2 separate regions of the Solanum lycopersicum genome follow, and region 2 is linked to region 1. The links are chromatin contacts, called in public HiChIP or PLAC-seq maps. All regions are on one chromosome and are shown on one strand. Each heading gives the region's core, a stretch centred on a gene start, on an enhancer-like site or on the middle of the called end of the contact. The rest is flanking DNA. Distances are from core to core; before and after follow the strand shown. Region 1 holds the start of LOC101256978 (large ribosomal subunit protein eL8z). Region 2 has its middle 6.2 kb from the start of LOC138349136.

Evidence for each region. HiChIP or PLAC-seq counts read pairs in DNA pulled down with a chosen protein or histone mark.
Region 2: a contact with region 1 is called in an RNA polymerase II HiChIP or PLAC-seq map of leaf, with 6 times the contacts expected there. The contact joins the enhancer-like site here to the promoter of LOC101256978 in region 1. A contact is called at or near these places in 4 of 8 Hi-C or Micro-C datasets (leaf and leaf mesophyll) and 1 of 1 datasets of contacts at active chromatin or transcription factors (leaf).

The regions. Positions count from the first base shown.
Region 1 is chr6:34,991,303-34,993,985 of SLM_r2.1, reverse strand. LOC101256978 (large ribosomal subunit protein eL8z) reads right to left here and starts at 1,382. Exons shown (of 6, transcript XM_004240822.5): 1 at 1,250-1,382; 2 at 922-1,174; 3 at 1-96. The coding sequence starts at 1,252.
Region 2 is chr6:35,041,188-35,043,870 of SLM_r2.1, reverse strand. No RefSeq gene overlaps it. Among protein-coding and RNA genes, the nearest start is that of LOC138349136, 6.2 kb to the right of the region's middle. Within about 2 kb of position 1,305, at least 2 of the 2 cell types and tissues checked have open chromatin away from gene starts, as enhancers often do. A contact at or near this core is called in leaf, where this site is marked.

The DNA of each region.
Region 1 (2,683 bases), core at 133-2,632:
CTTCAGCTTCAGCTTGAACCCTTTTAACAAGACGCTCCTTCTTTGCAGCTTTGTCCTCAGGCCTGTACTTAAGAAGCATCTTGAAAAGGTTGGTAGCTGACATGTTCAAAGGGCAAAGACAATGGAAAAATTCAAATCAGTATCACTGACATAAAACAGCTCATGCAAGTAAACAATACAGAAGATGAGTTGAGAGCTAATAAACAATACTATCAATCTTGGTATACAGGAAAAGTGGGAAGACATAATGGTTACATGGCAGCAGCTTAATAAAACATTACAAAGTACTACATTTTCCCAAAACAATATATTTTGCCAGAAATGAACTAAGAATATGTAAAATTTATTATTCAACAATGACAGATAGTAGTAGTTTCTGAACTATCCAAACAAAAAATTTATTCTAAAAAAGGACAATAGTAGCTCAGAGTCAACCACTTGGTTATGAACTATAAAATAAACCACCAGCAACAGTTCCAGAGGTGTGAGCCTGGAAATGAAATCCATATTGCTCACTTAGCAAAAAAGCCTATGTTTTTGCAAACTTTCACTGACATGATAAAATTGGAATCATAAAAACCCACAAGTCAAGCACAAACAACCACTCACTCAACCATCTTCAAGTACACAATGAGGCATAGTTCTGACATCTAGGGGAACACATTACAGCTCCAACAAGATACTCCATTCATTATAATTGCTTCGCTACTCATGACACCAATTCTGGTAAGTTCCAGTTAATAACATGCACCATAAAACATACTTGTATAATGAAAGGAAGTAGCTCGTGTACTAAACATCGATGCCAGAGATTTACCTTGAAGGTGCAAATATAAGGAAATGGACATTAATGTTGCAAAACTACAGCAACCAACTTTCACCAAAAAGCAAGAGGATATAAGGTTACAATAGTATACTGACCTAGATTCTTATCTAGGGTTTTGGTGAACTGGTTGAGAGCAGGAGGGACCTTCAATCGCATCTTGAGAATCCTCTTCTTCCTTTGGAGGGTAACATTCCGAGGCCATCTCACGTTCCTTGTTACATCCTTCTTCGGTGGCAGAGCCCCACCGATACCAAACTGTTTTGGCCGCTTCTCGAACAGTGGATTCACCACCTTCGACGTCTTCTCCGCCTTCTTCTTTGCTGCTACTGCAACACCCTTCTTTGGAGCCTACACAGAAACAATAATCAATGTCAATACTTGTGAAGAAGGTACGGAACTGGAACCATAGAGGATTGAGCATACCATTTTTGCGGGAGACGGATCAAAACCCTAGAGTTGGCGATGCACAACACATATATACCATGTTCGCTGTTTGGGCCGGGCTCCTTTTGCCTTGTTGGAAAATTTCACGTATAGCCACTTAAAAATAATTAATTACTCTCCATATAATTTGATAATTATAATTTATAGCTACATGCTATATGGAGGAGAAATGTGAGAGATTGGGAGACAGAGGAGAGAGGCGAGAGAGGAGAAAAGAGTGGGAGAAAGGTGAATTATATATATATATATATATATATATATATATAGGTTAAATTATTGTATATTATACATATGTATTTGTATATATGGCAAGAGAGACTGGGAGAGGGAGAAGAGGCGAGCGAGACTGGAAGAGGAAGGAGAGAGACGATCGAGATTGAGAGATTGAGGAAAGAGGGCAGAGTGGGAGAGAGGTGAATTGTATATGTATATAATTGTATATTATACATATACATTTGTATATATGGCAAGCGAGATTGAGAGAGGGAGGAGAGAGGCGAGCGAGATTGAGAGAGGGAGGAGAGAGGCGAGCGAGTGAGGACAAAGAGTGTGAGAAAGGCGAATTGTATATGTATATAGGTTAAATAATTGTATATTATACATATGTATTTGTATATCTTGGCGAATTATACATATACAAACTCGAAGTCAGTCCACGTAATTAATGTATAATATTAGTTGAAAGTGGTAATTATAGCAAACTAAAGCTATGATGAGTAATTAAATAGTATAAATAGTTGCGTAATTTTCCCTAATTAGAAAGGGTAAATTAGCAAAGTAGTCAAAAAGATCTACCATATTTAGTAGAAAAAACTCCATATTAGTAAAAATATAAAAAAAAAATGTCATTAGTTTAAAGAAGTTTGTGTATCCTAATTTACTTTCCATTTTATTTCACCTTAATTACACATTTTTCAATAAATTCTCTCATAGGTTAAAAAAAATATTTTTTTCTCTCTCTCACATATTTCCATCTTTCAATTCTTCTCATGTTTTCCATTTCAAACATGTCTCTCTCTTTCTTGCATTTTTTTTTTGTTTCAGAAATTGAATACTATATATTATAAAGATATTCACACAATCCATTTGATTAAGGAATGCATCTTTATTCGTTTATGATTTTATTTTTATTTAAATGTTCAAAATTGTTGTTTGTAGTTGAAATCACATTTAGGATTTGATAAACTCTAAATCACTATCCAATGACATAATCTATAATATTCAAAAGAATTTCATTGATTAAGGTATGCATCTTTATCCGGCTTTTAGGTTTGTTAACCTCTTTTGTTTTTATTTAAATCTTTCAAAAAATTATTTGTTTAGTTGCTTACTAAGTTCTCCAATTTTGATTACTGTTTTGGATAATGAAAACCTTATAGATCCTCTATAATGGCTTTCAAAAGGATTACAAGA
Region 2 (2,683 bases), core at 56-2,555, 50 kb before region 1:
TTGAGGCGCGTAAAAAATATTTGAATGTCACGTAAGCCAAAAAAATGTATAAAATTACAAAAAAAAAAAAAGATTTCATGGAGTAATATAACCATAATTTATTTGTTAAGATGTGACTCTGAGATTTCAACAATAGTCTTCTTGTATTCCCCCCTCCCCCCCCCCCCTTTTTTTTAGGAAGGAGTGGGGAAGGGTTGAGGTCTGAATATTTTTAAAATATTTTATAAAATAAATTTAAGAAAATAAAAGGATGGGTTTGTCAGGTGTGGGGATAATGTGGTGGTGAAATGAGAAAAATATTATTTTTTAAAAAAAATATTATTCTTTTAAAAGTTTCTTTTTTTAGGATAAGAGTTAATATTAATAGTTTATTTAGTCAAGGTGAAATATTTTATTCATATGTAATGGTATGTGACAATTTTTTTGCAAATAAAAGATAGAGTGTACTACACATCACTCAGATGTGTTTCTTAAACTAATAAGTTATAGTCTATGTATGAAATTAAAAAAAAAGAATACTTTCGACGTGTTTTTGACACTTAAATAATTTAGTATCGAAATTGTCAATCTTAATGATACTAATATAGTATATGATATCAATTTAGTATCAGTTAAATAAAAATTATCACCCTTAATGAATGGATGAATGGGGGGTAGTGTTGGGTTTTATTTGTCTTGATTTCTTACCATAAATAGGTTTTTCTTTTAGGAAAAGGTTTGGATTGACTAATCCTTTTTATAGTAGGAAAAGGTTTAGGACTATATAAATAGAGACATGTTCCTTCTAACTTAATCAGCATTCACAATGTAGTCTTAAGGGCTTTGAGAATTTTGGTTAAGGGGAGAATTTATGGGTCACAAGCTTGATACGTTATCACTTGTGTGAACCTCCCATGTATTCCAAGTGAATTGATTAAGGTTGTTTCCCTCTGTATTTTGTATTCTCATATTTATAGTGGATTGTTCATCTCCTTTATGGACATAGGTCGCTTGACCGAACCACGTTAAATCTTTGTGTCTTTTAATATATTTCTCGTTGTCTTCTTACTCGTGGTCTTTTGAGGTTTGCGTTGCTAGCTTCCGCATTTACACCAATTTATTTTCTATCCTAACAGATAGGAATTGTAATTATTTATGAAATAATGAGTATTCTAGAAATGACCTTGAATTTGAATCTGACTTATAATTATTTTGAATTTTATGACCCATATAGTTTTCCAGAAATAATCTGGCCCTTTGCCACAGGGCTAAAACCTAGGCATGGCCCATTAACATTGGTAGATTTGTCTCATGGGTCACGAGCCGATATGATTCTCTGAAATTACTATTTAGATCGATTAGGCCCATTAATGGAAAACCCGATAAGTAAAGATGGTTATGGGCCCGAATAATCCGACCCAATTAACAGGGCTTACTAGAAGTATCAAGCTAGTTGAACAAACAAAAACGTACTAAGTTAAGAAAGGCAAAAGAAGTTCTATTTTTGATGAAGATAATATTTCCAAGCAACTTTGATCATATATTTAATAAATCGAATAAGATAGAGTTTCAAAGAGAAAATGATGTTATATTTATATTATCCCAAAAGAAGCAGTAGGAACTATGAAGAATAAGTTAAGAGCTCAAATAAACCAACAAACGTTTATTCCATTTGAAAATTTCTTCAGGCCCAAGCCACCACAATAATAATCCTCACAAATATTTTACATATTTGTATATTTGCTGTAAAAATGTACACGACATGAAAATTGCCCAGTACCCATTTATACCCCCCACAAGAAAAAAACAACCACCCAAGTACAATCCACCATATAGACCTTTTTTTTTTTACCCGAGCTTCGCTTTTTTGATGATTTGAACTCACAACCTTCGAATCGAAAGTGCGGCATGCTTACTATCCGAGCAACTTCTAGTCCAATCCACCATATGGACTATTATTAATGTGATGTAACATATAGAGCAAAAGAGAGAACATGACACAAACAAAAAGAGTATATGTACTAAAAAAATAATAAGACAAGTTTAGATAGTTCAATTTCCCACACCAGGGCTTGGAATATCTTCATGTTGTCTATAGACATCATCAAAAACATTTTGGTCTCCAGCATAATCCTCTGTTGTCTTAATTTGTTCCCTTGTTATAGGACTAGCCCAACCCCCACAGCAATCTCGACCTTCAGCCTCCAAATGTAAAAGGAACAAAAACAAAAATAACATAAGAATGCCTTTGGTTTTCATTGAGGATGTTATTAAATTAAGATGAAGAAAAGGGTAGTTAGGCAAATGCAAATGGATAAATGAAATGCATTTTTTTTTATAGTACGTAATTTTATGAACACGCCAGTAATCATAGTGATGTGAAGAGACAAAGAAAATGCAAAGTTCATCATTACACTAGAGGGGAGGGGACCCTTAACTTTATTATGTCCAAACATAAATTTATATTATTTTGCATCATCTTTTTTTTCGACACAACGACATTCCATTCTTGATTAATTTTACTAATTATACTTCTTTTCGTTTGAAAACAAAGTCCTCGATAATTTAATTTCAGCTTTCTACATAATGACAAGCTTAAAAATTAAACGATATTTCATATATCTAACATAATTTTAAACTATAATCACAAAATTAAAAAAATTATTTTTTCTTAAATTATATGTCAAATCAAATTTAAAAATTC